2 separate regions of the Pan troglodytes genome follow, and region 1 is linked to region 2. A link is a contact called in public HiChIP or PLAC-seq data. All regions are on one chromosome and are shown on one strand. Each heading gives the region's core, a stretch centred on a gene start, on an enhancer-like site or on the middle of the called end of the contact. The rest is flanking DNA. Distances are from core to core; before and after follow the strand shown.

The links. HiChIP or PLAC-seq counts read pairs in DNA pulled down with a chosen protein or histone mark.
Region 1: an H3K4me3 HiChIP or PLAC-seq map of stem cell-derived excitatory neurons shows a contact between it and region 2, with 10 times the contacts expected there. The contact joins the promoter of SLC22A31 here to the promoter of LOC134808792 in region 2. A contact is called at or near these places in 1 of 7 Hi-C or Micro-C datasets (stem cell-derived neural progenitor cells) and 1 of 1 datasets of contacts at active chromatin or transcription factors (stem cell-derived excitatory neurons).

The regions. Positions count from the first base shown.
Region 1 is chr18:87,398,797-87,402,618 of NHGRI_mPanTro3-v2.0_pri, forward strand. It overlaps SLC22A31 (solute carrier family 22 member 31), which reads right to left and starts at 1,754. Exons shown (of 9, transcript XM_024350003.3): 1 at 1,328-1,754. The coding sequence starts at 1,729.
Region 2 is chr18:87,125,344-87,128,827 of NHGRI_mPanTro3-v2.0_pri, forward strand. It overlaps LOC134808792 (basic proline-rich protein-like), which reads left to right and starts at 1,500. Exons shown (of 4, transcript XM_063797573.1): 1 at 1,500-2,008; 2 at 2,739-2,981; 3 at 3,192-3,292. The coding sequence starts at 1,632. All of the region lies in intron 1 of CBFA2T3 (CBFA2/RUNX1 partner transcriptional co-repressor 3), which reads right to left.

The sequences.
Region 1 (3,822 bases), core at 504-3,003, 270 kb after region 2:
GGAGAGAAGGGGAAACTGAGGCATGAGAGGGCAAGGGGCTTGGTCCAGGTCACACAGCAGCCTCTCTGGTCTCTGGCAGCCCCTGCACAGGGGTCGGGGGGATCTGCCCACCCTAAGTTTTCTGCTTGTCCCTAGATAGGGCCTCCCCACCTCCGCACACCATTGCTCTTCCCCCACGGCCAGCTCTTGTCCGACCTGTTTCCACCTCCTATTCCGAGGGACCCCGGGGACACCCAGGGCCTTGGTGGCGTCATAGACACAGCCCCCACCCCAGCCGGCCAAGGGTCATAGCCATGACACAGGCCTAAGAAATGAGCCCCAGCACCTGCGCTGGTACCCACGCCCTCCCTGCCCTGCCCATTTCAAGAGGGACTCGGGCAGCGGCTGGAGAGCTGTGCTCAGCGGCATTTCCCGGCGAGGCCCTTGACCCTTGACCTCAGCTCTGCGCCTCCCCCCACCCCTTCCGGTTCCTGGGTCTTCTTGGCAAGCTTAATCTACTGCTGGGGGCCGTGCTATGCCCGAGATTTTACTTTCAAACCTGACGTTTTGGGAAAGCTGATGGGGCATTCCTGGATCCAGGCACCAAACAGGAGGAGGGCAGGTGGGAGGTGGGAGGGAGCAGGGTGGAGAGAGAAGCCCGGCGGGTTCCTGGGCCCCAGGCAGCCCTTGTGAAGATGTGGCAACCCCGTTCCAGTTTGCACACTGGGGCCAGTCCTCCCAGGGTGGGGGATGGGGGCCTCGGGGTAAAGGCTGCCTCAGGGGTGTGCAGGTCTCAGCCCCAGCGCGGAAAGGGATGAAAGGGGCCTGAAGGTCCCTGCCGCCCGCCTCCCCATCTCTTCTCACGCAGACCGTCAAGGTTTCCCTTCAGGCAATGCGGTCTCTAGCCCAGCCTCTGCGCGCCTCACTGATGGGAAGCCCACCTTCCCCAATCTGTGCTGACCACGTCAGTCCCTCCAAGCAGAGACTCTGCCTTGGAAAGCCAGCCCAAAGCCACGGTCTGCTCAAGACGCTGGTGGTCATGAAGCAAATTCCAGGCCCTGCTCCCCCACCGGCGCCTTCGGCTCCAATCCTCCAGCGCCCCAGGCCGCCCCGCGCCTGGCAGCTCCCAGGCCCAGATTCAGCCCCCGCCCGGCCCCTCTCCGCGGGCCTGGCCCGTGCGCGCCCGTCTGCGGCACCGTCGGGCCGGCGGCCGCCCCGGAGCAGGAAGCCCAGGAGGACGGCCGGGGGGCCCGGGTCAGAGGCGCCAGGTAGGATGGAGAAAGGACACCCAGGGCCTCGGCGGACTGGGGGCGGGGAGGGCTGCGGGGCAGCAGGGACGGGGGCGCACCTGGGTGACCGGGCTTTGCAGGAGGCCGGCGCTGGGCAGCGCGTAGAGCCAGCCGCGTGTGCAGGGCCGGGTGCCGTTGCGTGCGGGCGCGGGGCGCGGGCCGGGGCGGGTGCGGGGCGCGGGATCGGGGTAGCGCAGGAGCAGGCAGGGGCTCGCGGCTCGCGTGGGCCCCAGGCGCGGGATGGCGGCATCCAGCAGCGCGGGTCCGCGCAGGGCGCGCAGCGCTGAGGGCAACAGCGTGGGGTCCGGTCGGCAGTGGGGCGCGGGGTGCGCGGTAAGCAGCTCCTCGGAGCTCAGCACCAGCCCCAGCACTATGCAGGGTACCCACGAGGCGGAGGCCAGCAGGCGCCGGGCCCGGCCAAAGCCGCCCGCAGCTCTCAGCACCCGCGCCTCCTGCTCCATCGGTCGCAGGCTGCGCTCGGGACGGGGCGGGGCCTGGACCAGGGCGGGCTCCTGGGGCGGGGCTTTGGGGCGAGGCATTAAGGGGCGGAGCCTGAGTCCAGTGGAGGCGGGGTGTGGGGGCGGGCGGTGTGAGGGCGGGGCCTAAGGCGTAAAGGGGCGGGGCCCGATCTGGGGCATAGGGCGGAGAGGTTGAGGGGCGGGGAAGTTGAGAGGCGGGGCTTGCGGCCGAACCGCGAGGGGGCGGGGCCCCGTGAGGGCGGCACGTGGGGGCCGGGGGCGTGGCAGGGGCGTGGCCGGGAGCGCTCAGGTGCGCGCGGGGCGCAGGTGCACTCAGGTTGCCCGGGGGCGCGCGGGCTCCGGCAGGCGTCCCGGGGTGGTCCCCGCGTGGGGCCGGGGGCGTCCGCGCGGGCGGGGCGAGGTCGGGGAGGGCAGCCACCCGCCCTCCTCCGCGCTGGGAGCTTTCGGCTGGTTCTGCGGGAGGAGCTCCTGGGTGACCCGCGGGTTCTGAAACCGCCGCTCGGGAGCTCGGGGCCTGCGCTGCGTCTACGGGGCAAGCGAGGGAGAACTGACGCCTTTCGCCCGGATCCTTCTCCTCTTCCGAGAACCAGGTAGGTCGCGTTTATTTTCAAGTCCGATTGTTTTCGCTGTAACATTTGTGAGAAACATCACGGTGGATCCTGTGGGTCGCTGAGTTTTCTGACTCCCGGTTTGTCTTACTTTGCTTTGTCAGTGGGCTCCGCGCTCGCGTTAACAATTCGAATGGGCACGTTTCTGCGTTTAAGAACGCTGTTCGTTTCCTCACACTTAGATTGAGGTGGAACTCACGTCACATAAACCGGGTCGCAAGGCTCAGCTTAGTGGGGCCCCCCCAACAGTGTTGCGGGACCAGCACCTTCCCGGGCTCCGGAACAGCTTCTACCCGAGCAGAGCCCTGCCCGTCGGCGGCCGCTCTCCGCGCCCCTCCCCGGGCTCTGCAGCCCCCGCCCTGCTCCGCAGACCAGCCTGTTCTGACCTCCGTTCAATGGAGCCCTACGTGCTGTGGCCTTTTGTGTTCCGGCGTCTTTTGCTTAGAATCGCGCCTTCAAGGTTCGTCCCCGGTGGAGCGGGGATCAGGCCCGCGTTCCTTTTCAGGAGTGAATAATATTCCGTGGATGGAGCCCACACGTTTCTCTCTTCCTCTGTTGATGGACAGTGGGTTGTTTCCACTTTTTGCCTTTTGCGTCCAGTGACACGATGAACATTTTCGTACAAGTATTTGGGTGCCTGTTTCCATTTATCTTTAGTGTATACCTAGGCATGAATAGCTGGGCCTTAGGGTGTGAACTGTTTGTGAAACCACAGAACGGTTTTCCGCAGCGGCGGCTCGATTTCACCACCAGCAATACAGAAGGGTGCTCGTTCCCCGACATCCTTGCCAACACTTATGTTCCCGTTTGTTTCAGTTATTTTATTGTGACAAAACACAACAAAATGTATCATCTTAACCATTTTAAGTGTGCAGTTCAGTGGTATCAAATAAATTCACAGTATGGTGCAGCCGTCACCCCGGTCCAGCTCCTTAACTCTGTTCACCTTGTAGAACAGAAACTCGATGCCCGTTACATAGTAACTCCCCATAGCCCCTCCTCCTCGCCCCAGGGAACTAGCATTCTATATTCTGTGTGTGATTTTGACTACGCTAAGTATCTCTTAGAAGTGGAATCACACGGCATTTTTCTTTTTGTGAACGGTTTATTTCATTTGGCATAATGTCCTCAAGATTCATTCATATCCTTCCATATGTTAGAATTTCCTTTCTTTTAAAGGCAGAATAATACTCCATTGTATGGATATGTCACATGTGGTTTACCCATTCATCTGTTTCTGTAAACTAGGTTGATTCCACCTTTTGGCAATTGTGAATAATGCTGTTATGAACATGAAATATAAATATCTTCTTGACACCCTGCTTTGAATTATTTTCAATGTATATACCTAGAAATGGAATTGCTGAATCAGAGGGTAGTTTTATTTTTAACTTTTTCAGGAATCACCATACTGTTTCTACAGTGACTGCACCATTGTACATTTCCAGCAGCAAGGTACCGATTTCT
Region 2 (3,484 bases), core at 250-2,749:
GAGCAGCCCCATAGAGACGCCACCGCCTTCACCTGTGGCACCACTAACAAAGCCCTGCTAGTCCCTCCATGCTGGGTCTGAACACCCGCGTGGCACACACAGCACTGGGGCACACTACTGCTCCCCCCATGCTGGGTCTGAACACCCGCGTGGCACACACGGCACTGGGGCACGCTGAAGTTGCTTCTGGTTCCTCCCTGCCAGGGAAGGAAATTCAGAGCCACTTAATTCAAGCACCATCCTTCCACCCTGGCACTGTGGGAGGCTGAGGATGAATCAGAAAACCCCAAAGTCAACCTGCTAACGGTGCAGCAGGGAAGGGGGAGGCCAGCGGAGAGCCCCAAGATGGTTCCAGAAGCTGGCAGGGAAATGCCTCACCCACCTCACACCCTCCCTGCCACCCCAGAGGCGGCAGCGGCGAGGCCCGGCCCTCCCCAGTGCAGCCCTGAGGGCTGGGATCTTGGGGATTAGTGACCCAGCCTGCCGGCAGCATCTCCAGATCCTCGCGTAGGGAGAAAAATTAATTTCTTCCAGTCATGCAGAAATGAAAATACGTGGAGCCAAACCAGAGAGATTTCCTGGAGGTGGTAACTGAATTACGCGGATAGCGGGCGGCAGGGGAAGAGCTCGGGGGGGCTCGGGCGGCTGGCGTGTGGCTTCGTAGCCCCAGAGGGTTCTGGAAGGAGATGTCTGGGGAAAGCCCTCCCACTCACCAGCCCTGGCTTCACAGGTGGCGAAAGCACGGCCCCAGCACCACGAACCACTCATGTGAACTTCCCTTCTCCCCTGTCACTAGAGGATCCGAGCACATCCCAGGAGAGATGGAGCCTGCCGGAAGACTGATCCTGATGCGATACTCTCTTCCCTCCCTGAGCCCCAATCTCGGGTGGACGCCACATCTGTTCCTCCTGCTCTGGGCGCTTCTTCCTTTCTGTTTCCCTTTCAGTGTGGAAGAGTGGCCGCTTGCCCAGCAGGACGGTCCCAAATAGCATGGCTTTTCCAGGCACGGTGCTGTCGGCCGCACAGAACAGGACCCTCCCGGCAGCTCCGGCTTGCACAGCATCCGCCTGTCTGGCCCCTGTGGAAGTTTCTGACTCCCAAAGCCCAGACTGGAGCGGGGGCAAAGGACACAGCCCGACCCCAGAGGCACACAGAGCCAGCCCTCCACGGGCGAACGTGCCCAGGAACCGTGGGCTGGGCCTTCCTGCCTCCTCCCCTGCCGGGAAAGCGATGCCAGGGGCAGGTGAGGGTCGGAAGCGCTCAGGCCCAGCCCTCGCCCCTTCAGGTCTGGGGGACACAGTGGAGTCCCAGCCTCAAGAAGTTTCCCCAACCTCTCAGCAACTTGAAGAGCAATGCCAGGTACCGAAAAACCGGCCCCTGCCCCTTATCCCCGGCCGACCCGTCCGCCGAGGTGGCTGCCCTGGGAACCTCCTGTTCCTCGTCCAGGAGAGGAAACGCACACCCGGGCCGGACGCACAGAAGCCGCACCCTGGCTGGGGCCACAAGCCTGACAGCTACCGACAAGCCCCCACCCACAGGAGCACGCGACGTGCTCTCTTTTCAAGGGAAAGGTTTTTCTTTCTGGGCCCTGGAATGGGCCTGAAGTCAGCCAGCCTCAGCCCACAGGGTGAATGAGGGGTGGGCACAGCCCGGCCGCGGCCCCAGCACACACGGGCGGACGCAGGGGCGGGGGAGCGCCAGCCCCGCAGTGTGTTCGGAGCCCAGCGGCTCTGAGTCGCCGCCACCAGCCTGGCCGCCTTCTGCTCCACGTAAGTGAAGTCAGCCGTCTAGGGCTGCGTTTCCAGCCATCTGTCCCTCCACAGAGGCTCACACCTCCCTCCCCGCTGTTCCCACACCCTGGCTCGGGGCCTGCCCAACACAGATGGACGCTTCCCAAAGGCTGTGCGCGCCATCGCTGCCACCCGGCTGTGCCGTGGCCCGCGGCCGTCAGGACCCCAGGGACCGCACGCCAGGCAGGGTCCAGGACCCCCAGCGCGGACCACCTTTAGCCTGCGGGGCAGCGCCGGGGACCCGGGCAGGAGAGAGAGGAGCAGGAGGGAGATCTGGACCCTCCTCCCCAGACCGGCCGCCGCCACCTCTACCTCTCCCAGGGCCGCCCTCGGCCTCCCCACTCCCGGGTCTCCGTCACGCGGGCCGCGGGGCCTTTGTTAGGAAAACCGGGCGGCCCCAGGGGAGCCCGCGAGACTCCCAGCACCCGGGCGCGTCGTTCCCCCCGAAGTTTCGCCCAGCCCCCGCAGGTCAGGCTCTGCTCACGGGGGGCTGCGCTCAGCCCGGATGGGTGGGCGCTGGGCCGGCTAGCTCCACCCTGCCGTGGGCACCAACTTTGAAAACGGCCCGTGCGCTCGGCGCGGCTGCGGCGCAGATCCGGGAACGGCAGCCGCGGGCGGAGTCGGGGTAGAGCGGCGGCGGCGCGCGGGGCGGACACGGCACTTACGGTCGGGGGGTCCGGGGGATCCGGCGGGCGGCGGACGGCGCACACTCGCGACTCGGTCCGGGAGTCGCTGCTCCTTCCAGCTTGGTCCCCGCCTCCACGACTCAGGGGCGGCTGCGCGCTGTCTTCTGGCGCCGCACCGGGCTCAGGCGCGCGGCGGGGCTGGGGCGCGCGGGGCGGCCGCCTGGGCCATGCCGGGGACTCGGCTCCGGCCACCCCGCGCGGGAACAAAGCGCGCACCCCGCCCGGGGCGGTCTCCGGCCTCCGCGGCCCGCGCCGGGTCCAGCCGCCGCGCCTGTGGCTCCAACGCCGCGCGCTCGCCCGAGAGTCTCACGGGGCCCCGCGGCCCCCGCCCCGCGCGCTCCGCCTCCGCCTCCTGCCCCCCGCCGCCGCCGCTGCGCCACCTGCCTCCCGCCCGGCGCCCATGGCGCTCAGCTCCGCCCCGGGGCGCCGGCCTGGAGAGGGGCTCCCCGCCGCCGAGAGCCGCCCCCAACGCCTCCGCCACCGGGGCGCGCCCTAAGAACTGGCCGTGGGGGCCGGGGCTGTGCGGAGCGGCGGGAGCGGGGAGAGGGGAGAGGGGCGCGGGGAGGGGGGCGAGGGGCGCGCCGCCTCCTGCGGGGGACGGCGCGGGGAGGCGCAGGCGGGGGCGCGCGAAGAGGTTGAGGGGCGCGGGCGCCGTGGAGGGGGCGCGGCTCTGGGGGGCGGCCCCCGCCTGCGCCCACCCTCTCCCCCTCCGCAGGCCGCGCACACCCACCTCGCAGCAGTCGGCGGCCGCGGGCCTCGCAGCTTTAGAGCCGCGGCTTCTGGCGGCCGCGCGGGAGGCTAAACGGGAGTTGGGGGGTGTGTGGGGGGGTGGGGAGGTGGGGAGTTGGGGGGGAAGTCGCTCCTTCGGCCGCCGCCCCCGTCCCCCGCCCCACGCTCGCCCCCAGCGCGGCGCCCGGCCCGGCCCGGCCCGGGGCCACCTCCGTGCGTGGCCGGCAGGGGTCGCGCTCCCCCCGCTCAGCCTTCCGGGCGGGTCCGATGCGAAGCCCT